Linked DNA regions of Mus musculus: all the other regions are linked to region 6. A link is a contact called in public HiChIP or PLAC-seq data. All regions are on one chromosome and are shown on one strand. Each heading gives the region's core, a stretch centred on a gene start, on an enhancer-like site or on the middle of the called end of the contact. The rest is flanking DNA. Distances are from core to core; before and after follow the strand shown.

Region 1 (3,892 bases), core at 324-2,823, 970 kb after region 6:
AGTAATTTAATTCCTAATTCTGGCCAAACTTCAGCTTTCTTGGTAAATCTATGTGGAAGATGGAAGGATTTGAATTATAATTTTGTAAAATTAAAAGATTTTCCAGATTCAAGATATAATCTGTTGTGCACAGTTATAACTTAATGTATTTATAAGCATCAATCACATTATTCAAATCTTACCAATTGATAGAAAATGGGGATGAAGAGAGAGGAAGGAAAAATGAAAATTGAAAGGTATAGATTCTGTCCAGCTCTGGTTCTAAAGGATTTTCAAACTTTTAACTTTATAAAACTTTTATTTACAATCATTTATTGTGTGTGTGTGTGTGCATGTATGTTCTTCTGTGTATGTTCATGTGTACATGTGTTCATGTGTGTGTGTTCATGTGTATGTTTGTGTTCATGTGTTCATATGCCTGTGTGTATACATGTGCATACCATTATGTGTGCATGGAGGTGAGAAGCCTTCCTACAGAAGTCAGCATTCTCCATGTATATTGATCAGAGGATCAAACTCAGATCATCAGGCCTGATAGCAAACTTTTTTACTCACAGAGACATCTTGCTGACCCCCTAACAACTCTAAAAGACTGTACCCAAGAGTTAATCATAGATTTCTTCTTGAGAGATTAGAAAGATGATCTCTAAGCTTCACTCTAAACTTTATTCTAAGTGTTCTAAGTATCTTCAGTACATCTAGAACTAGAGTGTTTTGAAGAGGTAGAATGTCTTAAAAGAGATTATTATTTTCTACAGAAACTCTGGGATGTGTCAAGGCTTTGAGTGCAGGTAACTGAAATTAAATGGGTTTGCTTCCTTTAGGCTATGTAACTTTTCTCTAAACCCTCCTTTCTATGTCTGTATTATGAAACTGGAGGTTTATTGTGAGGATTAGAGTTGAAAACACCTCTAGTTCATGATGCTGAGAAAGTTTTTGATAAAGGTGGTGATGATGGTGATGATGACGATGGGTTACAATGATAATGAAGAAGAAGACGACAACAAACATCGAGAAGGGCGACAACAGCAAACTTTCTATCTTAGAGAGAAATCTCAGGCCAGCCAATAAGAACAGGTTTTTGTTCACTTATCCCTATGTCATGTCCTACTGTCTTCTTTTCCACTGAAGATAAGTCACACTACTGTATGCTAATGTCTCCTTGAGAAAACTGTTTTAGTAGAGAGCCATGCACTTTCTATTTCTCTCTTCTGTGGAATAGTCAATGAAGATCATATACTAAGTGGCTGTGTACTGTTGCAGGTTGATCCTTGAAAGTTAATAATAATGACTACATTTATAGTGTAAAAGACACTTGAAATTCTCCTATGCATGTATGTATCAAGTCAAGATACTAAACTCATTTTAAAAAGGTAGATGGCAATGACGTAAAGTGGACCATGAGTTAAAAGATGTGTGCTTGAGTCAGTTTTGTCAGTAAGTGAACATTTGAACTTAAACAACTCCCTTAACTTGGCTACAGGAAATTGAGCATCTTTTATTTACATAGGCACCTCTCCCTCTGTCCATTCCAAATTCTTTACAAATCATTTAGTCATTCAGCAAATATTTACTGATAATATCCAGTGTGTTAGGTACTCCCCCAGACACTGGACAGCCATTGTAAGCAGAGACTGACCGAAATGTTCCTTTCCTCACGGGAACTGACTGTCAATAGATGAGACGCAGCAAGCAAAAATTAATGTAATATCAGGTAAAAGTCCCAGGAAAGCTAGCAACTCAGAGGTCAGAGAGCCTGAAGTGTCTTATGTCTGAATTTACATAAAATGGCAGGGGAGGTAGTACTTTTATATATCCTGAATTCAAAAGCAAAGATGTCACTCATTTCTATAGCAGAATCAATTATTATAGAAATGTAAGAAATTAAAGAGTTTCATCTTTCTCTTTAAGAGATATTTCATTTTAAATTATGTAGTTATTTGTGTATTTGTGTCTCTGTGTGGGTCTGTGCACATGAGTGCAGTGCCTCGAGAAGAGGGCATCAGATTCACTGGAGATAAAATTTGATTTGTTCTAGGAATAAAATTTGTTCCATTTTCAAAGAACAGTGTGAGGATATGGCAGTACAGACAGATACCAGAAATGGAATTTCTAATAAATAGTCACCTGTGTCATACTCTGGTAGCAGGGTGATGTCCTTGAGACCTTGTGCCATTTGTGAAAATTGAGCATTATCTCCAAATGACTGGCAGTTTGTTCTGAATCCACAGACAAAGCAAAATATTTTACTTTCAAAGGGCAGTAGACCTAAGAAGGCACTTGATTGGTCGCGACTATCAGCTCCTGACTCACAACACCAAAACCCAAAAAATCTCTCCAATGATTCTGGCTTAAAGCAAACTCACTTGAGGTTGTTAATGGCCTATTACTCATCTTTATGTAAGCTGATGTTTCATCTGTGAAGAACAACTGTTCTCTGAAATAGCTTTGTAGAGAGACCCTCTTATTTCTACACATGGCATTTCTAACCACCATAAAGGATATATTTATGAAAGCAAATAGGAGAGAAAATGTGTAGAAACCTGATATTTTGTTACCTCTCTCTGGGATGTAAGCAAATATCTGGCAAGGAGTAAATTAAAGGAAGAAAGGCTCCTTCTTGGTTCATAGTTCAAGTAATACAGTCGACCATGGCCAGGAAGGCAGAGTCATGAAATCAGCTTCCGTTCATCATAGTGGAAGGCTAATTGCTCACCTCTCTGTTAGAGTAGGAGATAGAGAGGGTTATGCGGGCACTCATCTGGCTTACCACTTTCCTCCTTTTATTCATCCTTGGCTCCCAATCCATAGAATTATGTCATCACATTCAAGTTGTGTCTTCTTTCTTCAGTTAATCATCTCTGAAAACAACCTCACAGAGAGGCCAGGGAGTGTGTCTCCTAGTGGATTCCAAATCCAATGAAGTTGATGGAGGTTATCTGCCATGTGAGAGGATGCTCCCTAGTGCTTACTGAACACTAAGTGTCCTTCAACACTCCACTCAATATCTATTCACTAGTACAGTTGTAAAACATTCTTCTGAAGGAGGCAGAGGCATAGAGAGGCTATCTCCCACTCTTTGCGTAAGCACTCATAACAAGATAACAGTGGTTGGGCCATCATTTGAACCCAGGCACACCAAGGGCAAGTATACAAACTTTGGTTTAATGCTACCTCTGCCATGTTCCAACAAAATAAATCAAAGGCTATAGCAAATTACACCAAACCATTAAAACCTTCTGTTGGAGCAGACTCTCAGAGGCAGTGATATAAAGTGAATTGGTTAAATTAAGGTTTGGAAGCTTATTTACACTCCAGGTCTCTCTGTGTGTTAATCCCTACTATTTTTAAATGATTTAACTCCTGATGTTTTGCATAAACCTTGTAGTTTTTATCTGCCCACATGGTCTTCTCCGGGGCCAGCCAGGTCAGAGCCTTTGAGTGGCCTTACAAAAGGAAATGCTCTGACGTAAGTGCAATAGGCTGAGGAGTGTGTGAGCTAGAAGACCACATGGCAGTACCTCAGCAGGGTGGGGAGGGGAATATATCCCACATTACTTACTGCTCAGTTCTCTGTCATTTTCTCCCTTGCACCATCCATTTTTTGGGGGGGGAGGTCCCCCATACCCAGATTGTTCTGGAAGCATATCAAATTTCCAGATGAAACATATGCTTAGAATGTGCTAATATCTTTCAGGTGTGAGGAAAGGACATAGGCACATTGTGCTATGAATATCAGGCATTTAGGACACAGAGTTGTGCAGAAGTGAGTCCTGTAAACTTTATTCAAGCAGGATGTTGTGTGTAACCTCAGGTCATGTCTTATCTGCTCCCAAGCAAATGGGGTCAGAGATGATTTAGAATCCAAAAGGAAGCGAAACCCACGATCCCC
Region 2 (4,105 bases), core at 318-2,817, 890 kb after region 6:
CAAACTTCACTGATGATTGTGGTCTGATATGATCTACAGATAGAAAGCAAAACTATGATCACTTCTTTAAAGTGTGTGCAAGGCAGGGTAAGGAGTGAGGTGATAGAATTACTGCGATCACTGAGGAAAGCTAGGAGTTGGGAAGAGTGATGTCCTTATTGAAGCCAACCATCTTAGTTGATTCTGAGATGGTGATATTCATGACAAAAGAAGCAGTGTGATTTCCTGGACCTTCTCTGGGTCTCAATGGCAAAATGACACCCTGATTTATTTAGCAATGAGACTGTTTCCAGCAGGTCAGCCACATCAGGTCATTTTGACCATCATGCAATCTCAGATTCATAGCAACACCCCACATGTAAGAATTGGAAAAGTTAAAACAGGAATATACTGAATTTAGAATTGAAATATGAAGCTTGTGTTGCTGAGACACTTTGAAATGGTGAAACCCTGCATGCTTCAAATATATTTTATCCCTTTAGGGTATACTCCTATCATTTTTAGAACTTCATTTTACAGAAAGTACTTAAGACTCATTTTTATATCCTCAGCATTTGAATCAGCCATTTTCTAGAAAGACTCTGTGGTAGTTTGAATGAAAATGGCCCCAAAGTCTCACAGGGATTGGCACTACCGGGAAGAATGGCCTTGTTGGAGTAGGTGTGGCATTATTGCAGGAAGTGTCTTCCTGGGGGCAGGCTGTGAGGTCTCAGGAGCTCAAGCCAGGCATAGCATAGCATGTCCCATTCTCTTCCTTCTGTCTGAGGATCCTGATATAGAATTCTCAGCTACCTTTCCAGCACTATGTTGCTTGCTCTGTATGCTGCTGTGCTCCCTGCTATGGTGATAACCGACTAAGCCTCTGAATTGTAAGCCAGCCTCTATTAAGTGTTTTCCTTTATAAGAATTGTTGTGGACACAGTGTCATCAGCAATGAAACTCTGACAGACATACTTCCCACAGTGAAGAAGGAGGCTTAGAGTAAGATATGAGTGCAGAGTCTACCTAATGCTACTTACCACAACTAGCTCAATGGCACAAGGAAATATGTATAGGTGTGTGTATATACACATACACAAACCAAACACATATTGACTTTTCCATCCCTGAATGCATGTGTATTTATACACATACAACTAAATTTCTATATCAATCTATATGTAGTGAGCTTGCAGATGAAATCAAATAGAGAAATTTCTATAGATACATGCAAATGGATTTAAATATGCATACGGTCTTGCATTTTAGGTGCATATGTTTCACATATATTTTATGTTTATCTGCATGTGAATTTATGCACACACACATACATAAACCTAAACTTATTCTAGTAACTTCAGTTCCAATCCAGCACCACAGCATTCCTGCCAACATCTTTTTCCATACATGTAATTTCCTTTTGGTGAGTGGAAAGTCTGTCTTTCATTATCCCTAATATATTTACTTATTTCTCTAAATCCTAGATTGCATAGAAAGTAATTTCAAATTTGCTTACTCATACCTCGGCAGAGGGAAAGGAAAACTCTAGAGTTCAAGTTGTTTACATTTCTTTTTGTATTTAACTGAGGGTATTTAATTCAACCGCCACAGCAAAAATGCTTGGATTAGTCACCAGTTCAGTTCTGCTGTGGTTAGGTAATTCATCTAAAATCGAGTTTGATCCACTTTGTTCTGTTTAGAGTTCATTTCAGGGATTTCCCTCGCCTCTTTCATATTATGCTTCATGCTGATTGCGTTTTCAGCATAGTTCTTGAAGTCAAGTATACTAGGAAACATCCTTTTTTTTTTGCTTTTAATTCATTTCTTCCATTTTTAAAACCACCTACTTCCATCAACCACTTACAGCAAGCCCAACCTATTACTGTAAGTTTTCCTGTCTCGTTTTGGCACATATGAGTAAATACAGGGATCTTTTCATAGTTTGCCTATTAATTCATATCTTTCTTTTGTTGATGTTGTTGTTAAAACACTTTATTCAGAGGCTTAGGGAGAGGTTGAAGAAATCCACACTGTCTGCTGCCCGAAGGACAGATCTTAGAAGTCTCCCCATGGCTAAGGGGTAGTTCATATTTTTCTTATTTTTGTTATAAGCTCTTAAGTAGAGTAACATAAACTCCACTATACCTGCATACTCCAATTAATAGATAGTAAATTTATTATTGATGATTTTTCTTCATATTTTGAAATATACAAAGTAATAAATGATTTCTTATGTGTATCTTTAGATAAAAAAGGATAGTGCAGGGACAAATCTAATTTGAGTAGATACTATCAAATTTTTCTCCATAATGGAAATTTATATTCCTACCAGCAATGTGTTTTCCCACTATTTTCTATTAGAATATTCTTATACTTTTAAAAATAGATATTAATTAGAACCTAGGTATTTGAAAATATAGTCTACCATACTCAAAATATGCAAGTAAAAATCAAATAAGCATATTATTGTTTCAACTACTATGTAAACAAAAATTCAGTTTTTCTTTATTCTTTGGGGATAATTTGCCTATTTCCTCTCAATGTTTAAAATTTTCATTTATATTAGTGAAAACAATGTTTTTTTCACCTGTGACACATTTCATAAATAGTTCTGTTAAGTTTGTTAGTGCTTTTTTATTGTATTTTTATAAAATTGGCTTTTAAGTCCAGTGGTCATGGCATATGTCTTTAAACCCATCACTTGGGAGACAGAGGTAGGAGGATCTCTGTGAGCTCAAGGACAACCTAATCTACAGAGTGAGTTCCAAGAAAGCCAAGGCCATGCAAAGAAATCCCATTTTGTAAAAAAGAAAGAAAGAAAACCAAACATGGCCTTTAAAATACAATGTAGACAACTTTATTAGTTCTTGTCTCTGCTCTGGGCACTTGTGTATAAAAAACAATACAATGACATTTAAAATCGCTTGTGTGTCCCTTTGTGTTTGTTTCCTCTTTCAAATTCTCCAGGCCCAATGACAACTATTACTACCAGGTTCCAGTTCAGAGCAGTGCATTATTTACTACTGTGTATGTCTGAGCATTTAAGACACTGTTGTTTTTCTTACCTCCATCAAGTATATTACACATTCTTCGGATTTGCTGCTGCTCATCACTCTTCCACCTAGTTATCTATCTTGCCATGAATGGGCTTACTGCTGTATTGTTATCCTCTATCAATATAATGTGGTACATTTCCAGATTTTTTATGAGAAACCAAAAATTTCATATTCTCTGTGCTCCACCACCACCAGGATTAAGCCATGTTCATTTCTTAGACACATGTACTGATAATGAAAACATACAGAAGCTTCCTTGGAATGTACATAGAGGAAAGCAGTTTACAAGATTTCCAATTCTAGTAGACAATGCCAAATTTGAAAATGACTGTATCTATTTATACCTCTACCAGACATATATAAATAATTATTTTTAACCACATCCATTCTTTTCTTGTACTAAAATAATTTTTACATGAAGATTATGGCTGTGAATTGTACCAGTTTAGTTATATGACATCTAGTGAAATATGTTGTCATATAGACCCTCTCATTTTCAGCAGATTGACATTATCTTAGTATCTTAGATTCTTTCTCTGTTCTGTTTATTTGATTATTAATGTGCTATGAGCATTTCCCCTGGTCCTTTCCAATGACTGCTGTGGTTTGAGTATATCCCTTGAAATTATTATTTTGAAAACCAAGTCCTACTGCCTGTACTAGGCTCTCTCTCCAAATGTGTCTTTTCTTTCTCTTGAACTCCTGACCATCTGAGATGTAAGAAATATGTTGCAGTTATTTATCAACCTCCTACCTTGGGTTGTTCTGTTGTATCAGACCACAGTCCAGCAGCACGATAGGATGAACTAGAAGATCACCCTTTTTTTTCTTATAATCAAAAGTATCTATTCCCTTTGGCTTATCTTTTTTTTAAACCTAACTCAAGAAATATTTGCTTACCCAGATGACAGAAGTTTATTCTTTCTTATTGATCCCTACAATTTTCAGTTTTGCCTACAAGATTTAATTGTTCACCTAGAGTTGAGCTTAGTCAAACAATAGTGGAGTAGAATTTCTATTTCTCTATACAGATAACTATTTATTGCAATATCATGTATATCTAACCTTCC
Region 3 (3,993 bases), core at 924-3,423, 810 kb before region 6:
TCTTTCCATCACAGTATAGTTTTCCTTCTCCCACTCCTCGTCTTCTGCAGGGTTCCCAGTCTGGGTGATCTCATGTTCTAGCCTGGATGATGCAAGTATAATCCATAAGGATCCACAATAAGCTGCTTCAGAAGTGGTAAAACTCAGGTGTTTGGTGTAAGAGCGCTTTCAGGACTCCATGTGCATCTTGAGCTGGCAACCCTCCTTTCCCAGACCCATAGAGCCAGGTTTATTTGTTAGCTATATAAAGAATGACCTGCTTATTCCCTGCCAAACACTGCAGTGGTTAACTCAAGGTGACCTCTGCCTGGACTTTAAAGTAAATATATTTTCAAACTTGCTGTGTTTGAAGGTCCTTCCCCCGGAGAAATGTCGGAGTGCTACATGTGGCAGAGTTTGGTAGGACAAGGAGGTAAGTTGAGGTTTTATTTCTTTCTGTCCAACTCCACATATTTCTGGCTGGGAACTTCCATCATGAACCTTAAGACTCACCTCTGGATTTCATTTTCTTTTTCTTGTATCTCGAGAAGCAGCTCCTGGTTGGCTTCATCTATTCTCTGCATATCCCTTTCGAGGTCCATGTTCAAGCTGATAATGTTCTTCTTTGATTGGGCCAATCTCAAGATTTCCATTTTTTCTGACCTGTAGGCTCAGCCCCACAAATGAACAAGGGCTGGTTATCTCAAGAGCAAAAAACTCTCTGAGCCAAGAGCCAAGTGGGCTTTCTAGAAGAGAGGTAGCTCATCCCCTCCGCTCTTCCTGGGAGCACACTTTTCCATCTCCATTTCTTGGAAAACTCATACATCTTAATCACACTCTACAATGTGATTCTCAACCCATCAAGGGACATCTCTAGATAACGATGCCTCTACAGTCTGATTTCAAGAGAATCTTTACTTCCTTAAATAGCCGTGTACTGGAGAGAGCTGTTTCCCATGGCAACCTTTCCCTAAATTGTTCTCAAAACATGCTTATGCAATACACTTTTATTGACTATTTTTATCTAGGCACCTGCTCCATCACTTCTGAGTTAGTCTGACTTTATTCAGAGACAGAAGCTTCTACTCCCATAATAGGGCTTCAATCTTTCCCTCTTCCACTTCTCTTTGACTTTCTGATTATGATGGTTGAGATTCTCATAGGAGGGCCATTTCAGTGAGTACATCTTATATTTCAGGAACATCATTCAAGAGTACAAACATCAGTTTTGGAAAAAAAAATTGTGAACGAGATGATAACTTTAGGAGGAGCACCTAAGTCAAGGGAGGCTCGCACTAAACTTTTTCTAACATGTAAAAGAATTCATTGTCTTTGGAGTTAACTGGGAATAGGGTAGCATGACCCAGGGATTGTGTTTCGGGCAGCATCAAAGTCCTGTCTTGGCAGAGCTAGCTTGTCTGGGAGAATTTACAGTAGTTACCACTTCCTGTAGAAGTGGAGTGCTTTGGAAATGGAAGGAAGGAGGAAGAAGTGACCGGAAGACGAGGGAAGGTCTGAGCATCAGGCCTGCTTCCCTCTTGGTACCTAGACTGCAGCCTTTCATAGTCGCCGCTACTTACTCATAGTCCAGCTGATTTTCCTTCTGTTCTTCCATCGGAGGCCCCTGAAATGTCAGCAGAGATGTGGTTATGAACAGGGGCAATGGATCCATTAATCTCCCAAATAGAAAGTAAATGAACTTGTTTTCTCCCTTCATAGCCCCGGGATGGTCATGACAGACACTCCAGCTCTTTCTGTTCGTCTGACTCTGCATCAGGAAGGGAGGGTGCAGAGATCTGCTGGAAAGAAGTCCAGCAGTTGTCTTGCAAGCAAATGCACCTAGAGGCTGTTTGCCATACTAACGCAATTTGGAAATCTGAACAAAACACTAGAAAGAGACAGAGGTGATCAGTTTTTTTTTAAGTCTCCTTTCTTCATGACCGCTGCTTTCTTAAAGGTCTCAGGGCACAGATATCGGCGTGTCATTGCCCTGGAAAGCCTGGATGTTCCCCAGTCCCCAACCACTGCCAGCTTGGTGGGAAGTTAGTATTAATCAGGGATCAGAAAACCAAGTAGAAAAAGACTCTGTGGCCCTCTCTGCCCTATAACCTCCTCTACAAACTCTACCTCCCTTCTACCGATGTGCTTTGGCTTTCTGATCCTGCCCTAATCAGGAGCTTCTTCTTAAGACTCTCATCTCTTCCCACTGGAACCATCCAATAGAATCTCACAACCTTCCATAGGGTTATGACTCCACAACTGCCACAGGACGGGCAAGCAGCATGTCACCGTGGTGCCATTGGCAACTGGTTCCTGTTATCTTTCCAGTGTTAGAACTTCTGTGGGTGTGTGGACTTTATGGTTAAGTCTGCCCTAAGCATGGACATACTTCAGGGAGTCTGGTTTCTAGGCAGTATAAAGCAACAGTATTCCTTATTATGCCTGTGGCAAACAGCACTTCCTTTGCCCAAGTGGGATGAAGATGGGGAATTTGGTCTTGTGGCCACAGTGATGCCACCATGTGCCCAACTAACAACCCATTCATCCCATGGGAATTGGGAAGTAAAAGTTACCAGTGTCTTCAAGAGGGAGCAGGGCAACCCAAAACACTTATCTTTGTGAGGTGTGTGTGTGTAGGTTGATTTTATTTCATCCAAAGAAAGAATGCGAACATAGGAGCAAGGAAGGACTTTGCAGTTTTAAATCGGATGGTGCAGATAGAGCCACGGAGTTTCCTCGTGTTCGAAAGTAGCGTGCCAATCTGTGAAGCAGCTTCATTCATGGACATGAGAACCTGTGCTGGATAAATGCAGAGACCAGCAGGTAGAGTAATACCATGAAGATCCAGTTTTGCCTGCAGAGGCTTATGGGCACATCCTTGCTATGGTCTGAGTTTCAGAGACTAAGAATCACCCACCAAAGACTAAGAAATTACTAGAGATTTTTGATATTGACAGTAATTCCTGTGATTATCTCGAATTAGCTCCATTATGTCTCCTTTAATGGAAAGTCATTCACATAAAACAAATAATATACATTTTTTTACACCTGAGCACACGTATATGTCAGTGAATTCTCCACAGCTGCTAACTTCTGTATGTGAGTCACAGAAACCTGTCAACTTTCGGGCCTCTACTCAGGACCACAGAGAGGTGATTTGTGAGCCAGACCGACTTCTTAACATACTGAAGTTTCTAGCAAACTATTCGTAAAATTAACCGCCTCTGATGACCCCCATTACCATCTCCTGAAAGAAGGCATTTCATTGCTTTATGAAGCTGTACACAGAAGAGTAATTAACAATTCAGGCCAATGGCTTCTCCCAGGAATTGATGGTAGGGAGAGTTCATTAACCCCAGCTGGTTATAGCTTCGCCAGGAAATGCCCTGGACCAAGGTTATTGCAGCCCTTAATGGATTGGATAGGGACTTTAACTGGGATTAAAATAAAGCCGAGTCTCCTTCCAGGGGAGCCTTTCTCCTTGAGGGGCTACTGAAGCAAGCTGGGTGAGTGGCAGAGCCTCCAGCTTGGGGCCCTGCAGGGATGAAGACAGCAGATTGCTACCAGTGAGAATCATTAAATCAAGGTGGAAACAGGGCCTTGGGGGCAGGTTAAGGTTTTTGATACAAGCCTCTTCCTGCAGACCACAGATGGCTTGATTAACACCCGGTTCAGCATTCTGAGCAGCTGTTCTCCGCGGTAAAGTTTCTATGCCCGCCCTCTCTGGGGGAAGAGTGGCTGAGATCCATTCCTTGTCTCACTCCCTGCTGTCAGAAGCCTCTCTGCCTTTGTGTGCAACTCTGTTGGGAAACTCTTGCCCCATTCTAGGCTGGAGCCCCTGCTGGAGCTGCTGGGCCTGTGCCCATTTGCTGTGGGGACTGGCCAGGTAGGTGCCCCTGAGCCCTTGGTGGAAGGTGCTGGGGCTCCTCTAGATGCGCGGCGTGGGTGGAGTGGGTGGGAAATGGAAAGCTATCTTCTCTGTTCACCTTTGTCCTCTCATTGAAGGTTGCTAAA
Region 4 (4,292 bases), core at 437-2,936, 600 kb after region 6:
AGCAAATTCTTAGATTCTTAGTAATTTAACAGATTGTTACATAGGGTTTTTATTTCCTCTCTGTCTTAGAGTGGTGGGAACCTCAAGCAGAGGAAGCCAGGGCTAAGAGTTGCATAATCCCAAGGATGGGACTAAGAATTTGTTCTATATCTTTCAAAGCAAGAGAGTGAAAACCTGTTTTTAAAAAAACCCAGCATGAATGAGCTGGCATCTTATATACTAAAGAGTTTGTTTGTGTGAAGGATACAGTTGAGTGGCTTTCAACACATGCACATAGCTGTACAACCATCACAATTTTATTGGACATTTTTATTACCTCCCACAAAGAAACTCATCACCATCTTGCCTTAATCCACCGCCTCTCAAATTCTACACACCCTCTAGTTAGCTTTCTGCTTCCTTAATTTTTCTCATAGCCATTTCTTCAGAATGGAATTGTCCAATGTGATTAGTTTGTGTGTTCTGTTTACACAAGCTGTATGAGATAGCTCCAGTGCAGCTTCATGAGGATCATCTCTAAGAGATATATTAGTCCCATGCTGTGATACATGGGGCTTCCCTTGAGGGATAGCAGAGGATGGAGCAAGAGTCTTGGCAACAATGACTTTCACTCTGGAGTTTGAGATGTACTGAAGCTGAGCTTGGTCACTGCATGTCTGTATTGTTGGTGAGCAGAACCATTTACAATGGTCTTTGTGCTTGATTGTTGCTTGCTGGAGACTAAAGTCCCTGAACAAAGCACTGAAAGCTGAAGAAGAATAAAAAAAAATAGCTTTGGTGTAGATTGTTGACTCCTTCTTCCTTGCCCGTGCTGCACAAGTTTCAAAGAGCCACGAAGTCACGATGAAATGAAGAATCTGAGTTTGCATTACATGAACATTAAAAGAAACAGCTTTGGCCTTTTTCATCTTTCTCCGTCACACTGTCCCCTACTGAAGCTTTGGAAGATACTGAAACAGAAGTTATATTAGGTAAGGAGAGAGGTCAAATGGAGAAACACATCCCGTTCACCTTCCACTTGCAAAGCAGGCATGGGTTCAAGTAGGGGAGCAAGCTTTAACACAAAGTTTTGATTTGGATTGGACTGGATATTTTTACAACAGAAAATAATTCCATTCTAGTCCCAAGATATTGACAAAGACTCGTGAGCTAATTTTGAGTCTTTTTCACTATGAGCTATGGAAATAGTACAATGAAACTGTATAGTTTTCAGTCATAAGGTGATAGATAGTGCAGTCCTGCCATAAAAGCCTGACTACAAGTAGCCATTCATAACTTTTGTGCAAGCCTATGGATTGGAGTGCCCTTCTAGATTGTCAATGACTCTAGGGATTGCTTAGCTCACCTTGTGGATTAAAGACCAACATCTTAGGAGATCTCAGATCTTTTGATAACAGTTAATTTGATAAGTAAAATAATACAGAAACAATGCTCCCATTTCATGTAGTAATATTAGCACTTGAACTAACAAAAGTAGACTGTGTGGTTAGTATACTCTTAGACACTGTGTTGCAGTACTGGCTTAGTCTCTGAGAACCCAGGTCCCAGGGTCCTGTGTTTGGTCATGTCGGGCCCAAAATCAGGGAAAAGCTTATTGGCTAAAAAGCTTGGCATGACTTCTTAGAGACCCAGAGCACGGAGGCCCTTTACACAAACAGAACAAATCCCTTTCAGTGCTTTTAGACCTTAACAAATATGGTGATGTGTAAAACTCTGCTTCCCCCACCACACGGCCAGCCCCCACCCTGCACACTCTGAACTCTTTTCAGCATTTCTTAAATCTGCACCATTGAACAATCTGAGTTCATTGTAACAAACACAATCTCATTGAATTCAATTCTGAAGAGACTTTATACATGAGGAAAAAAGAGGACTGATCCTGTATTCTCTTTAGTTTAAACAAGGGGACAGAACACAGCAAATGAGAAAGGAGAGCAAGCTGAGCTCACTGGAATGGATGGGGAGGGACAGAGAAAGAGAGAAAACTCCATAGGCTTCTATTTGGTAAGAAATCACTCTCCAGGTGTCCTAGGAGCAAAAGCACAATGTTAATGTCAGGGACTGTTAGGTGTCACGGGTACAATTTTATTTCCCTATCATAACATGATACATTTGATGTAAATTCTTTTCTATTGAAGGTAGGGCCTGGAGTCAGGGCCATAGAACCTATAAAGTGGGAACGGAACTGCATGCTGGTAGCTATTTGCAGAACCAATAAAGATTAGAGCAATCTGAGTGTGTATAGTTTGTATTAGCTTGCCGGCCATCCTGAGCTGATAAACCTGCACTGTGGTCCTGGCACATGTGATGCAGTCAGTGCCTGGTAGCATTATGGTGATCTGAGGCACTTTCATTACTCACCCATTCCTTCAGTTGTATCCAGGGTAAAAATAATAAGCCATAAGCTTCCCTGCTGCTTAACCTAATACCAAATCATTTCCAATTCTAAGCCCAATGTCTATTATTCAAAGCAAATTAAGTGCAGGCAGACAGATTTCCTCTTCCTTCTCTGGGACAGCTGACCTCCCTCCCCTGAAGCTGTCGACCCATGCAAATGTTACACTTAGGATCTCACTCTTGATTTTAGGGTGCTACAAATCCCTAATAACTTAACAAGCCAAACACAGAGTTAGCTTTGCAATGTTTCAGCACACAAATTAGCTAGACAAATAAGAAGGATTAAAAAAAATCTTGAAAATAGCACTTATCATCAGTCTCCCATTCAGAAATAATGAAGGGAGATGGTTTATACAGATTTAGTAATAAGACATGACATAAATGTAAATATAACACATTATGACCTTTCTTCTGGAGAACAATCAGCATTTGTTCATTATTCAGAGCCTCTTTGTTTACAATGAATGTGGCGATGAATCGAAGTTATGACATCAATTAGATCACAAGTTTATATTATTTTCAAACAGAGAAAATGCAGATATTTTAAGGTAGGTGGCAAAAATGATGAGCTACTGTCTATTCTTGGTCTCTAAATGAGTTATACATATTCAAAAAAGCAGCATTAAAGATGCCGTACAAAGCCAGGATTGTATATTATGTTCCCCCTGAACAAAGATAACATTTGTAGGATCCCATTAGCAATAAATCTTTTAGATTTTTTCACTTAAATTCTTATGATCCCAATGGGAAGAATAGATAATCAGTAAATAGAACTCTGATACCGGCCAGGAATTTCCCCGAATTAAAGCTGAAGTAACTTGACAGGGATATGAAGAAAAAAACTCACCTGAGGACGCTGATGAGTGCATTTGAATCTTTCTTTAAATGTGCCACTAAAATGAAAACAAAAGTACTTACCTTGTCACATTTGAAAAACACAGGAAGTATAATATACAATTACCAGTGATATAAAGTAAATATCTTTGGATAAAAAACAGTCACAGACCATAGCATAGTTTCAAAGAATGTAAGCTTTAATGTGTTTTAGAAGTATCGCATAATAAAATCTAAATAGTTTGGTGTTATTTTTCCTCTTAGTGATTTTAACAGTAGAGCAAAAGATAGACGGAGAATTGTTTTTATAAATTCTTTGTTGTATCACTCCAAGCAGTAGTTATGTCAGGAAAGAAAAACAAAAAGGTGAGGGGAGACTAAAACACTCTGTAATATTGTATGTAGAAACAATATTATAGTTACAGGAAGTCATGATCAACTTTGACCATGGTATGTAAGTGTCTGGCACTGAAGGAAATTCCCAGGAAGCCCTGGGGGATGAAATACTGGAGGAGAAACAATTTCTTTCCATTGCCTGTAGGTGAAAGAGGCCCAGAAAAGGTAGACTATACCATTCCCAGGGACTTATCTTAGAGATGAAGGTCATTTCTCTAAGGTCTGGGTAGCACACCATTCTGTCTCTTTGTAAAGTGAATTGGTTATGGACTTGGCGTTGAGTGCCACCTTAGCACCTGGGGTCATTGGAAACCACCAGTAGGTTGTTGGAGTGTCAGGAAGACTGCTAGTAATAGCAACATCAGAGGACATTCTTCCCCCAAATCAGTTTATAAAGATTGCTCATGGTGACTCCACCAGGAGACACCATTCACTCCAAAGCTACTTAAAGCAGAAACTAAAATATACCAACCATAATAGGAAAGGGCAGGGTTTGTGTGAAACCCCCAAAACACAAAACATAAAGTAATCAAAGTTCTTTTCAAACAAAATTTAAGTTACAGTAAACATTATTCAAATGAATCATTAGAACAACAGGTTAACCAAATATGGATGTTTGAAGGATCTTTCTGGCATTATTTTAGGGTGTCAAATTCTGTACTTCA
Region 5 (4,250 bases), core at 209-2,708, 670 kb after region 6:
CTTAAAAGTGCCACTAAAGAATTTATATGCGGATACAAAACTGGTTTGGCACCTGTGGGGGTTTTTATATTTTGATGCTATATTATTGTAATTATTTATGTATGTTGGTTGTTTAAAGTAAAATAGCCTTCACTCTGACATCTCCACACATTTGTATACATGCTTAGATCATGTCCCCAGTGCAGTCTACCTCGTCGTCCCTTCTTCCCTCCCTGCTCTTCCCACTCTCTTTTCTCCAGCAGCCTCCTTCTCCTCTCAGGTCACTTTTCCACCACACAGTGAGAGAAAGCTATGAGGCTGGCTTTGCTTTGATTTTAGTTTACTCTTTTATTTTATTATTTTATTTGCTTACCACCACAATGTTATTTAATTCTTGCTGTTCCCAAGGTTTGTTTGTTTCTCTGTTGTGTTTTCCCAACAAAATGGTTTTTCTTTGTCATGCAAGTTTGGGAGGCCTGTACACAAGAGGTAAGTAGTGCGGAGAATCTTCTGATTTCCTTCTAGAATGTTTGCATAAAGATTTGTTTGTAAATTAAAAAAAAATTTGTTTATATATTGTTCTCTCTCTGTCTCTCTCTCTTTCTGTCTTTCTGTCGTCTCTCTGTTTCTCTTTGTCTCTGTCTTTACAACGCCCCCGACGCCGCCCCCCCCCCCCCCGTGTGTGTGTGCCAAAGCATGTGTATAGAGACTGGAGGGCTTTTGAGAGTCTGTTTCTCCTCCTTCCACCATGTGAGAAGTGAGTCCCATGGACTGCAGTCAAATTATCAGGTTTGGTGGCAAGTGCCTTTACCTACACACTCCTCTCGAAGGCCCTGTTGCGATCTTTTTTTAAAACTACCCATTGACACCTCAACAGCCAGGGAGGTAGAAGGTGGCACTCTTTGTTAGATTATCGACTCTATGTTTTATGATTTCATCTGTTCCAGAACTTTAGGAAGATGTCAGAAGTTACAATGGAGGTTTTGTCAGAGCTGAGGAGTGGTGTGTCCCCATTGCTTGTTCCCCCTTGGAAAGCTCCCAGAGGAACCATGGTCTGAAGGGTCTTCTGTGAGATTAATGAATGATGACAAGTCTATGTAAGGTAGCCAAGTCCCGCCCCAGTGTTTCATAATGACACACAGAGGTCCTTAGTACTACATGGCTCTCTGTAATAGGATCCAAATACAAATGCCAAGTGTCAGCCACCAAGCAGGTTCAAAAGTTTGCTCTAATCTATGGCAATATGGTTTTGTTACCTGGGACCTTTCCTTGAGGGGTGGCTCCATTGCTTTACTTCTCTGTGAACTCGCTTGTCGCTGAGTTCTACTTAAAACCATTTATGACTCCAGCAGATGGTTCTGATTTAGAAAGAGTGCTTTTTGAGCCATTTCTTTCTAACTTCCTTCCCCCTGGCCTCTGCCTCCCGGCTCTTCTCAGGAGCTAATTCCAGTCAGGTTGGAAATTACAAGCATGTCGTTTAGTGCCGGGAACGATGTGCTGACTGATGAGTAGAGGTAGGGTCTGAACTGGGGTCTCTGGGAGCAGCCTTCAATAGATTAGAGTATCACCCTACTGAGAAATGGACCACGCAGAAGCCTGATTTTCCTTCAGTCCAATTTAATTTTTCAGGGCCTGTAACTAAGACTGGCAGTTCTGAGCCCCTCGTTCCTCGAGCACAATTTATCAGCGCAAGGTCAGAGACTTCTTTTGGGCCTGTTTCTCATGAGCAGTGATAATTATGCATGTAGACAGCCTTACTCATATTATGTAATGTGCTGAATGACACAGGGAGGATGGTTTTGATTTAGACGCAGAAGCACCGTCACCAGACCCCAAAGTGTCCAACATCCGAGCAACCCAGGGATCACCTCTGATGTTCTGGATGAGATCCATCAACACACCCCCAACGAGGACACCTCCTTCTCTTTATGACTATCGATGGCTTTCAGCCTGACAATGCAGAAATGTGCCATTGACGTAGGCCACATTTGAGGGAGAGCGCCTTCTGGGCTTTCTCAGTCATCAGCTGGAGGGTGGCAGGAAATGTCTCCAGATAATGCATTCCTCTAATTACTTTTCTCAGATACCCTGCATCTCAGCTATTAATCAGGGAAGCTCCCATTTTTCCTTTTGGGAAGATTCACTTATTTGGCCCTCTCTTTGGCTTTGGGAATGAATGAGCTAGGCTCAGATCCTTACAAGTGTAAACAGCCCAGAGCTTCCTATCATTGGTTTCCATGGTATTTAGCATCACTTGAAAGAGAAGAGTTTCTAAGCAATGAGTGATACTGAAGGCAGAGCATTGGTGGATTTCTGGGCTAGGATTCACTATTAGACTCAGAATACTGGAGTGACACACAGCACTTATCCTTAAGAGGTAATGAAAGGAGTCTAGGATAATTTGGAGTTATCTACCACTTGAGAGATAATTAAATGCAATTAAACAGGTATTCAAAGGGTTCTGTGGGAAGAGAAGCACTGATGGACATTTGGGTGATATATGACTTAGGTCAAATTCAGTGCCATCCAGAAATATTACTTTTCTGTTTTATTTCCTTCATTTTTTTTTCAGGCAAGATTTTACTATGTAGTTTTTGCTATGTCCTAGAATTTCTTATGTAGATGAAACTGACCTTGACTTCACAGAGCTCTGTCTGCCTGTCTCTGACTCCTAAGTGCTGGGATAAAGGCATCTACCACCCAATTCAGACATATTTCTTGGCAGGCTCCACACTGAACAAACTAGTCTAAAACAGCCTTCTTAAAGTCCTACTTTCCTTAAGGGCTGCTGTTACAACTTTGTCGTTGTTGTTGTTGAAAATAAAAGAAAGAAACTAACAAAGAGCCTGCATGTCTTTATTGAATGATGTATTAACAACAGTAGATTCAGAAAATGTGCATCTACCATACTTTGCTGTGTTGGAGCACTGATTTGTAAAAACAAGCATCTTAGACATTTGTTATTTTTATATCGTTTGCCAGCTCCCCCTTCTTTAATTACATCCCAGGATTACTTATTTTCATGTGTGGCTGAAGATAAATATGTTTCATTTGAAAACTTTTCCTCAGTCACAAAGAGAAAAGGGGAACCCAGTTGGAATTGTGTGTACATGTGTGTGTGTGTGTATGTGTGTGTGTGTTTGTGGGAGAGAGAGAGAGAGAGAGAGAGAGAGAGAGAGAGAGAGAGAGAGAGAGAGAGAGCTCCACCTGTATTTTTTTGTTCCCCTTTATGTGACTTCAGTCTAATCAGATCCCTTTAGTCAGTGGATGCCAGCAACAACCAATTTACTGAAGTTTGTAGTGGGATCCTTTGTGCACATGGGTGGGACACTATTTATGCATGGTCTCCTGCACAGGTGGCAGTCTGCGTGTGAGGAATCAAGTCCTAACACCTGAAAAACCCGGACTTTCTAAAATATGTTTGATATATAATTTTAAGCATTATTTGAATACCAGATATAAATAAAATATTATATTCATTAAATGTTTTTGGTTGCTTTACTATTTTTGTATTTATTTGAGTTTATGTTTCTTGGTTAATATAGTTAATTTTACCATTACATTCCACTTAGTATGTAATGTGCTGAATGACACAGGGGGGATGGTTTTGATTTAGATGCAGAAGCACCGTCACCAGATACTGAACACGCTAAGAAGAACAAATTCATTGGGCCATATATCCTTCCTTCCTTCCTTCCTTCCTTCCTTCCTTCCTTCCTTCCTTCCTTCCTTCCTTCCTTCCTCCCTCCCTCCCTCCCTCCCTCCCTCCCTTCCTTCCTTTTCTTCCTTCTTTCTTTTTTCTTGTGTGTGTGTGTGTGTGTGTGTGTGTTTGGGAGCACAGATGCCATAATACATGTGTGGAAGTCAGAGGACAACTTGCTGGAGTCTGTCCTCTCCTTCTACTGTGTGGATTCAGAAAGTCAAACCCAGTTCTCCAGCCACAGCAGCATGAGCCGGCTGTACTCTGTGAGCCATCTTGTTAGACTCCACTTGATTTGTCATATCCTTAGAATATTAAAAGTCTCACATATCTATGCACAGCTAGATCTAAAAGCCCATTTTGGTTTTGCTTGTTTTGTAAATATCTTTTGATTATGTATTTAAGGCAAGGAAAGTAATTTCATAAATACTCTTCAGAAAAGCAGCATACATTAAAAACACAAGATTGCATAGAGGAATTCTAGCGGACCTCCCCCTGCCATGTTTTAGAAGGAACTCTGAGTTCACACACATGAGGAGTAAAATGTGGTTAGTCTTGACAACACTGTTTT
Region 6 (3,790 bases), core at 1,275-3,774:
CTCCCTCTCCCTCTCTCTGTAAGTCCTCTCTCTCTCTCTCTCTCTCTCACACACACACACACACACACACACACACACACACACACACACACACACCACTCTACTATACCTAACCACTCCCATCCACCCCCGCCCCCATGAGAAAGTCCAGTCAAAGGCACCCTTGCAGGAGGCGCTGCTTTCTGTCACGGGATGGTTCAGAGTTGGGGAGGGAGGCCGCAGTTGAACAGCAAACCCTTACTCTGTTTGCTATTCTCTGGGCCTGGGGCCCGGAACCCAGGGCGAGGGTGAGAAGTTGGGGAGAGGGCGCGCTCCCAGTGCGTGGCTGGGTCGCGCTGCCAGCTGCCTGGTGGCGGCAGGGTGAACCCGGCTACGCGCGCCGGGTGACCAAAGCTCCGCCCCCAGCTCTCGTCTCTCGGTGATTGACGCGCAGCCGCGGGGAAACAGCAGAGCAGAGGTAAAGCCAGCTGGAACTCCGGCCAGGGATTGGGCGGGACCCCGGCCAGAACTAGTTTCTACCAAAACCTAGTCGGGTATTTACCTTTTTAACCCTACTCGCTTCCTTTTCCTTTTGGGAAAACTTTAGGAGCCAGTCCCATGGTCCCCATCCAGCGAAATCCTCCCGGTGTAATTAACTCAGCCTTTAGCCCTCTTTACAACCGCTGCGCCCAGGGCAACCACAACAAAGCTGGGCAGCCAGAGCCAGCCACTCCTCGCAAGCATCTTCTGTCTCACATGCTTTTTAATCTTTCTCCTCCGGTGCTTCCTAGATCCAAGATTCACTTTAGAGGCGCACAGCGGTCACGCGCACGCACGCACGCGCGCGTACACACACACACACACACACACACACACACACTTGTCTACATCGGTAAACAACAAACACCAAACAACTCCCTCTCCTCTAACTCCTACCCCACTAACTCCCGCCCTACTAACTCTCATCCTGCTTTCTCCCTCCAGATTGAGCCCAGGACCCCTAGACTCTCAATGGTGGTCTACACTGTCTGCAGCGCACCGAGGGACTATGCTCCGAGTTCAGCTGCTCATATCTTGTACTAGACAAAAATGAATATTGACAAAAAGGGCTCTGCATCTGCACGAGAAAGAAAGTACCACTTAACAACAACAACAACAACAACAACAACAAAAATCCTAGCCTGGCGGTGGTGCAGTTGGCGGAGCTTGCTGCTCTAGGTTGTAGTGGCAGAGTTCGGGACCTAGTAATCCGCCGGCAGAGGAAGGGGGCCGCGGAATTAAAACGAACAAAAGCTAGAGCGCCATGCCAAACATCCCCAACGCGACCCAGTTAGGCAGGAGCCAAGAGGAGTGGTGGGGAAATAAACGAGAAGTAAGTTGAAAATAAAAAGATCTGAGTCTGTACCGTACTTTCCCTGTGGCTTTCTGCAGTTTTCCTGTCTGCGCTCTCCCTGTCCTCTTCCACCTCTCTTCCTTCCCCCTCCAATCACGCGTGTTCTCTCTCTCTCTCTCTCTCTCTCTCTCTCTCTCTCTCTCTCTCTCTCTCTCTCTCTCTCCCTCTCTCTCCCTCTCCTGTCGCTCTCCCTCCTTCCCTCCCTTCCCCCTTTCCCCCTCCCTCATCCCCCCTCCCTCCCCTCTTCCTCTCCCTCCCGCGTCGTCCCCCTGGAGAAGCAGGCTTGCTGATTTGCTCCGGTCCTCTCCGCTCCAGCCTCCCCTTCCCCAGCCCCCCCCCCCCCCCCCGGGGCCGTCCGACCGCACTCGCTGCATATCAGAGGCTCCGCGCTGCGCGCTCCTCCTCGCTCCAGCTCCCCACTCTCGGGATGTGTCTCCGCCGTAGGACGGGCTATGGCCACCACGACTTCCGGGTTCCGTCATTTCGTTCTCCCGCCGCCGACCCGCGCCGCCAAACTGAGGCTCTACTATAAGCCCGGCTGCAGCCAACCTGCCAACACCTACTGACACTCACTCATCTCCCAGAGAGAGAAAGAGAGCGCGAGAGAGCGAGCGCGAGTGAGAGCGAGCGAGAAAGAGAGAGAGGGAAAGACAAAATACCTACCAGAGAGGGGGGGAGGAAGTCCAATTTTTGCAAACTATTCATTTTTTTCTTGGTTTTCTCCTTGCTTTCTTTGAACAATACTTTAAAAAGAGAGGATCATATTAGAGCTATTTTGGGGGCAAAGCTAAAAGAGGGGGGAGGGGGGAGGAAGAATTCAAGAAGCAGAAACCCCTCGCGGAGTTTTACTGGAAGAAAAAAAAAACGGGTCTGAAAGATTGCTCCTCTTCATCATCATCAACCATCATTCATTCACTACCTTGACATTCCGGGCTTTGATTGACAGCTGGAGTGGCAAAAAGCCATGAAACTCGACAGTTCGGTTACATGTGGGCTGCTGACTGGCCGCTCGTAACCTTCAGTTCGGGGGCTTGACAATTTTTTTTCTTTTTCTTTTCTTTCTTTTCTTTTTTTTTTTCAACTAAGAGGAAAAGAAGAGAAAGAGGAGTAAAGGAGGACCGAAGAGGAGGAGGAGGGGAGGGGGAGGAGGGGGAGGAGGAGGAAGATCAGGAGGAGGAGGAAGAAGAGGAAAAAAGAGAAAAAGAAGAAATATCACTGAAAAAAATTCTTCGTTTTCTTGACTGGGCTTTCCCCACCCCCCAAAAAATAACATTGGAAAATTGGGAGAAGTCTCCTTGGTTTGGAAAAAAAGGACTCTTCAACCTAGCTCACTTTCTTATCCGGACTGGGATATTAAATATACGACACATCCAGGAGTTTATTGGAGCGCAGACTGATGGCGCAAAGGGTAGGTTTAAATCTCCAACACTTACCTAGATATAAATCCTCTCCTACAGGGCCCTGCCCCATGCCTTCTCTCCCTTTGAGCTGGCTGCTGCTGGTTGCTTGATGATGATGGCGGCCAGTATTTTAAAAAATAGTAACAAAATTATTCACCGGCTTCTTTCCCCCCTGTGCCTCTGCGTGTGTGAGAGTGTGTGTGCGTGCGTGTGTGCGTGTCTGGCCGCGCGTGTCCCAGCGCTGAGCGAGCGGGCGGGCGGCGAGAGCGTGTGAGTGGTGTGTGTGTGTGTGTGTGTGTGTGTGTGTGTGTGTGTGTGTGTGTGTGTGTGTGTGTACTTGTGTGCAATTGTTACACGCTTTCGCCTCGCTCCAGCTTTTACCCCGGCAGCGTGATTCCCCGGGTTCTCTGCGGGCGGCGAGAGCGTGTGAGTGGTGTGTGTGTGTGTGTGTGTGTGTGTGTGTGTGTGTGTGTGTACTTGTGTGCAATTGTTACACGCTTTCGCCTCGCTCCAGCTTTTACCCCGGCAGCGTGATTCCCCGGGTTCTCCTGCCGCCGCCGCTGCGCCTCTTTCGCCGCTACTCGCGCGGCTCCGGGCGGGCGCGGGCTGCGTAGGAGCCGCCGGCGTGGGGCCGCGCTGCCTAGACTAGCCCCGGCTGCTTGTTTTGTCTCTGAAATTGACAAGGACGCAGGGAATCCGCTGCTAAATAATGTTTCTGGTAACTTTCACGTTATTCCTCCCCACCCTCAGCTCCTAGCCCCCGGGGAGGCACCGACCCTAGTCTTCCCTTGTCCTTGCCGTTCTCGGCCTGATTATTAGCGTTTTTCTTCTCTTTATTTTGTTTCATTTCGCCCTTTGATTTATTGGATCTCCTGGAGGAGGCGAAGGGGGGTAAGGGGTGGGATCCGGGGCTTCCTTCTCTTGCTAACTCCACTTCTCCCTGGGTTGGCTCGCTGGGGTTCTGCAGCCTCCAGCGGGAGCGGGGCCTCCCTGTGCCCCCCCACCCCCCACCCGGCGT
Region 7 (4,188 bases), core at 1,342-3,841, 850 kb after region 6:
TTACAGTGTTAGACAGGTAGATCAATGGAATAGAATTGAAGACCCAGAAATGAACCCACACGCCTATGGTCACTTGATCTTTGACAAATGAGCTAAAACCATCCAGTGGAAATAAGACAGCAATGTCAACAAATGGTGCTGGAAAGAACCCAGGTGTCCTTCAACAGAGGAATTGATACAGAAAATGTGGTACATCTACACAATAGAGTACTACTCAGCTAGTAAAAACAATGAATTTATGAAATTTTTAGGCAAATGGATGGATCTGGAGGATATCATCCTGAGTGAGGTAACTCAATCACAAAAGAATACACATGATATGAACTCATTGATATTAGCCCAGAAGTTTGGAATATCCAAGATACAATTCACAAACCACATGAAACTCAAGAAGAAGGAAGACCAAAGTGTGGATACTTTGGTCCTTCTTAGAAGGGGGAACAAAATACCCATGGAAGGCATTCCACAGACAAAGTGTGGAGCAGAGACTGAAGGAATGACCATCCAGAGACTGCTCCACCTGGTGATCTATCTCATATATAATCACCAAGCCCAGACACTATTGTGCATGCCAACAAGAGCTTGCTGACAGGAGCCTGATATAGCTGTCTCCTGAGAGGCTCTGCCAGTGCCTAACAAGTACAGAATTGGATGCTCATATCCATCCATTGGACAGTGCACAGGGTTCCCAATGAAGGAGCTAGAGACAGGACCTAAGGAGCAGAAGGGGTTTGCAGCCCCATAGGAAGAACAACAATATGAACTAACCAGTACCCCCAGAGCTCCCTGGGACTAAACCACCAATCAAAGAAAACACATGGTGGGACTAGTAGCTCCAGCTGCATATATAGCAGAGGACACATATAACTGAATAAGGTTGGCTTTATGGTTTCATTACAGTTGAGACAGACACATCATGGGGACTCAGGAAAACAGGTTGGTTTTGAAGGATTGCTGAGACTGCATTGTGTTAGACATTTTGGAAGCAGGTTCAAGGAAGCAGGGACTTGTTGGATTAGTTGGTAAAAAGGGGCAGAACTCCTTCTATGGCTAGGTGGCATAATGAATTGATATGCAAGACAGAAGGACCTAAGCAAGGCTTATGCAAATGCCAGTGGTTGGGGTAGGGAGGTGCTTGGCTGGTTGTTGTCTTGATGTACTATGGTTACAGCATAGACCTGTCTGGAATTATGCCTTCTGATGTTCTGTGGATATCATTTAGGGGGAAAGGGAAATTTTCCCAGGAATTATTTCAAGGTACATTTTTTTTTCCTACAAATTTTGCTAAAAGTGTATCCAAATCAGGATTTTTCAAAATGTATTTAGTGTAACATGTTAAATCACCTACTTGATACCTTATGTGAGGTCCTTTAAAAATTGAATGAATATATATTATGAATAAAAATGATTATAGCAAGTTAATGTTGACATTGTAAAAACAGGAATGATCATGTAAAGACAAAATTTTATGGAGGTAAAAGAATCAATCTAGCTGGTAGAAAATGTCTACTGAGGTTGAGGCCCAATCTGCAGCGCCCTATCCTGACCTCAGTCTAGAGAGAGGCAGGCAGGCGGGCGGGCAGGCAGACAGTTAAATAGAATGAATCTTGGACACATAAAAATATAAAACCTGTAGCCAAATGGATACATTGCATTCTATATAATATGAAGTATTAATAGAACCAAAGAGGAATTAGATGTGTTACTTTGACAAGCAATGGCGTTGTTATCAATTCTTCATGCCATCTAAAGCAGCCAAGCTTGCTCATTTCATTACTAGACACGTCTCATACTGTGGAAAACACCAACCTGTTGGATCTGGTCACAAGAGTAGCTGAAACTATCTTAAAAACCATTTAGGCTCTTGGTGATCTATTCCAGCTGTCTTATTGAAAACAGTGTGCATATGTGGCTTGGAGCAGTGAGCGAGAGTCTCTCTTATTTATTTTAGTAACTGTTTAGTACATGTTGTTTTGCCCAGAGAGCGAAGGACCTTCTGCACTATGTGGGGACTTATTTCAAACCTAACTTTTAAATAAACATCATTCTGCAAGTGTTCTTCGTCGCTTCCAATTGTCCTCATTTCCTTTCATTTCTAAAGCAGCAAGATCAAAAAGGGTAGAAGAAAACAGAGCCAAGACCCAAGGCCTTTAGTCCCTCTTTCTCAATAGCACTGCACCAGCCTACACTTCGTTTTACTCCTCTCTAAGAGAACAGGGAAGTTCTGACAGATCGCAGGAGAAGAAGCAAAGAAAACATATATTGATAGAAGAATAATACTGTTATTTGCAAATGAGACTCAAAAGACGCTGATCAGCTAACTCCAGACAGCACATGTTGAACTCATAGGCTTTTAACCCCCCAAAGCATTCTTTCCAGGAAAAGCTCCGCTTAGCAGTTTTGATCACACAATAGTTAATCTTAAGCATGCGACTTTCGCGATCAACTAAACTTTAGTTGTGGATTGAATGCTAAGTTGTTTTCCTTCTTTTGAACTTCCAAGGCCTTTTTCCAGATGGTGTCAGGAGGCACACTGCTTGTGTGTAATTCCTGATGACTTTGAAAGCTCACTCCATCAGGAATGCCTCACACCCCACTGGGACCCCGAGTAGCCTGCCTCCCCATATGTTCCTCACTCCCTGCGCTCCAAGTTCCATGGCTGCCCTGCCTGCATAACAAACACGAATGCGACTCTGGACCTGGATTTCTCCCAGATGAGCTAACTTCAAAGTAACTGCAAAGCCTCTAGGAGAAGGCCTGTCCTTTCTCCATCTGTGTGACCACGGCCAGCTCCCCACGTCTGGTTTCCTTACTGACTGAGCGATTCAAAGAGGTGGCAAGGGTAGTGAGCATAGGATGACGTTTCTGTTCAGCCAGAGCTGCAAGTGAGTGGGGGGAAAGGGGGCAAATTTAAAATTTCCATCTGGAACAACAAATTAGGTTGAGAATGACAAATTCAGTGCAAGTAGCAGGTTAGCAGCGACAGGGCATCAACACATCGCCTGCGACTTTGCATGCCATTATTTAACATGTTAATATATCACTATTATGTGCTCATTACTGACGGCAGCAGCATGGCGGAGAAGAGATCATTATTTACTTGAGGGCTGTGGCACTGACTGATGAGGATCATATAACGTGGCAGACAGCCTCGCTTTCTCACGATAGAAAAGAAGTAAAACTTGCTCCTTTTTGCTTGTGTGTAAGTGGAACTTGAGAGATAGAGGGCTGAGGTAGCATGGGCTTGCCGTTTCGTGTATGGCCTTCCATATCGCTCCCAGCTGGAGTATACAAGATCTATCTGCATGTGCTTTCAGGTTAAACCTTTCCCCTTCCCCTTCCTCTATTGAATAGACTCCCTTTCTTGGATCTTCCTTAATCCTCAAAGGTTTAGGATGTTTCCCCACAAATGAATTTCTTTCTATTCCTACAGAGACCATGATTTTTTTTTTCTGGAGTATCTTTCTAGTTGTTAGTGTTTGCCCATTGATCCAAATTTGAAGGGCATAGGTCCAAACGCAGTGCTATTTCAGAAATGGCAATTGAATCCAGATGGTCTCTCTCCAGTGTTGCATGGAACTGGCATCACGGGTTCAAGATCTACTTTCTGCTCTGATGCTGCCTGGTGGGAGGGAAAAACAGCACAAGTAACAGGTGATAGAGGGCATGCCATCAGACTACAGGGCACGCCATCAGACTACCACCTTCTTCCAAGCCAGAGACACTGCACTTCACAACCTGTGTTGTTTTCAAGTGAGATGCTCAATAAATTAACAGCATGCTCAATAAACCATCATCATCAACAACAACAAATCACTCTTCATGGAAGATGTTCTCTGCTATTTAGTGGAATAAATATATGAACAAATTTTCTTTGCTTGTATTTCCCACCAGTGTTCAAATTCCAAGTCCTTTCCTTTACCAGAGGTAACAATCAAAAGTGTTCGTGGGCTTTGTTGCTAATTATGCCAAAATAATCTGGCCCTTGTTGTTTTAAGCCCTAAACTGATAGGGATGGATGGCAATTGGTTGCATTGCTTCAGGCTGTTTTAGCATCACCACAGTTGGGTCCAGAGCAGGTCAGATATTATCATAGATTCAGAAAATATCATTTTCTCTTTTAGTTCTCACCCTGTTGAGCACATTTGGCCATAATCAAAAAGCAGAATGTCTATAAAAATGTATTTC

What was found. HiChIP or PLAC-seq counts read pairs in DNA pulled down with a chosen protein or histone mark.
Region 1: a contact with region 6 is called in a FOXA1 HiChIP or PLAC-seq map of pancreatic cancer cells. The contact joins the enhancer-like site here to the promoter of Meis2 in region 6. A contact is called at or near these places in 10 of 115 datasets of contacts at active chromatin or transcription factors (craniofacial prominence, embryonic forebrain, embryonic hindbrain and 6 more) and 3 of 9 other capture datasets (adipose tissue, embryonic stem cells and liver).
Region 2: an H3K27ac HiChIP or PLAC-seq map of the NIH/3T3 cell line shows a contact between it and region 6, with 7 times the contacts expected there. The contact joins the enhancer-like site here to the promoter of Meis2 in region 6. A contact is called at or near these places in 3 of 39 promoter capture datasets (the 3T3-L1 cell line, embryonic stem cells and erythroid cells), 1 of 484 Hi-C or Micro-C datasets (rod photoreceptor) and 5 of 115 datasets of contacts at active chromatin or transcription factors (the NIH/3T3 cell line, craniofacial prominence, embryonic hindbrain and 2 more).
Region 3: an H3K4me3 HiChIP or PLAC-seq map of neural tube shows a contact between it and region 6, with 3 times the contacts expected there. The contact joins the promoter of Tmco5 here to the promoter of Meis2 in region 6. A contact is called at or near these places in 4 of 115 datasets of contacts at active chromatin or transcription factors (embryonic hindbrain, embryonic midbrain, neural tube and 1 more).
Region 4: an H3K4me3 HiChIP or PLAC-seq map of embryonic forebrain shows a contact between it and region 6, with 4 times the contacts expected there. The contact joins the enhancer-like site here to the promoter of Meis2 in region 6. A contact is called at or near these places in 4 of 39 promoter capture datasets (embryonic stem cells and erythroid cells), 2 of 484 Hi-C or Micro-C datasets (embryonic stem cells and neural progenitor cells), 17 of 115 datasets of contacts at active chromatin or transcription factors (the NIH/3T3 cell line, astrocytes, bone marrow-derived macrophages and 11 more) and 2 of 9 other capture datasets (adipose tissue and embryonic stem cells).
Region 5: an H3K4me3 HiChIP or PLAC-seq map of craniofacial prominence shows a contact between it and region 6, with 5 times the contacts expected there. The contact joins the enhancer-like site here to the promoter of Meis2 in region 6. A contact is called at or near these places in 3 of 39 promoter capture datasets (embryonic stem cells, erythroid cells and second pharyngeal arch cranial neural crest), 8 of 484 Hi-C or Micro-C datasets (adipose-derived mesenchymal stem cells, cranial neural crest, embryonic fibroblasts and 2 more), 14 of 115 datasets of contacts at active chromatin or transcription factors (the NIH/3T3 cell line, bone marrow-derived macrophages, cardiomyocytes and 11 more) and 3 of 9 other capture datasets (adipose tissue, embryonic stem cells and liver).
Region 7: an H3K4me3 HiChIP or PLAC-seq map of craniofacial prominence shows a contact between it and region 6, with 5 times the contacts expected there. The contact joins the enhancer-like site here to the promoter of Meis2 in region 6. A contact is called at or near these places in 7 of 115 datasets of contacts at active chromatin or transcription factors (craniofacial prominence, embryonic forebrain, embryonic hindbrain and 3 more) and 3 of 9 other capture datasets (adipose tissue, embryonic stem cells and liver).

Annotation. Positions count from the first base shown.
Region 1 is chr2:115,090,987-115,094,878 of GRCm38.p6, reverse strand. No RefSeq gene overlaps it. Among named protein-coding and RNA genes, the nearest start is that of Gm13974, 240 kb to the right of the region's middle. Within about 2 kb of position 1,573, at least 8 of the 459 cell types and tissues checked have an H3K27ac peak or open chromatin away from gene starts, as enhancers often do. A contact at or near this core is called in pancreatic cancer cells, where this site is marked.
Region 2 is chr2:115,169,768-115,173,872 of GRCm38.p6, reverse strand. No RefSeq gene overlaps it. Among named protein-coding and RNA genes, the nearest start is that of 4930528P14Rik, 170 kb to the left of the region's middle. Within about 2 kb of position 1,567, at least 9 of the 459 cell types and tissues checked have an H3K27ac peak or open chromatin away from gene starts, as enhancers often do. A contact at or near this core is called in the NIH/3T3 cell line, where this site is marked.
Region 3 is chr2:116,876,885-116,880,877 of GRCm38.p6, reverse strand. It overlaps Tmco5 (transmembrane and coiled-coil domains 5), which reads right to left and starts at 2,173. Exons shown (of 12, transcript NM_026104.5): 1 at 2,111-2,173; 2 at 1,560-1,603; 3 at 493-642; 4 at 1-82. The coding sequence starts at 1,594. Gm13990 (a long non-coding RNA gene) reads left to right here and starts at 2,231. Exons shown (of 4, transcript XR_374895.4): 1 at 2,231-2,802.
Region 4 is chr2:115,458,220-115,462,511 of GRCm38.p6, reverse strand. No RefSeq gene overlaps it. Among named protein-coding and RNA genes, the nearest start is that of Gm39910, 50 kb to the right of the region's middle. Within about 2 kb of position 1,686, at least 21 of the 459 cell types and tissues checked have an H3K27ac peak or open chromatin away from gene starts, as enhancers often do. A contact at or near this core is called in embryonic basal ganglia and embryonic forebrain, where this site is marked.
Region 5 is chr2:115,389,444-115,393,693 of GRCm38.p6, reverse strand. No RefSeq gene overlaps it. Among named protein-coding and RNA genes, the nearest start is that of Gm31413, 8.2 kb to the right of the region's middle. Within about 2 kb of position 1,458, at least 16 of the 459 cell types and tissues checked have an H3K27ac peak or open chromatin away from gene starts, as enhancers often do. A contact at or near this core is called in craniofacial prominence, embryonic limb bud, nephron progenitors and 1 more, where this site is marked.
Region 6 is chr2:116,063,792-116,067,581 of GRCm38.p6, reverse strand. Meis2 (Meis homeobox 2) reads left to right here and starts at 2,524. Exons shown (of 12, transcript NM_001159568.1): 1 at 2,524-2,780. The coding sequence starts at 2,769. G630016G05Rik (RIKEN cDNA G630016G05 gene) reads right to left here and starts at 357. Exons shown (of 5, transcript NR_153841.1): 1 at 242-357.
Region 7 is chr2:115,212,219-115,216,406 of GRCm38.p6, reverse strand. No RefSeq gene overlaps it. Among named protein-coding and RNA genes, the nearest start is that of 4930528P14Rik, 130 kb to the left of the region's middle. Within about 2 kb of position 2,591, at least 23 of the 459 cell types and tissues checked have an H3K27ac peak or open chromatin away from gene starts, as enhancers often do. A contact at or near this core is called in craniofacial prominence and neural tube, where this site is marked.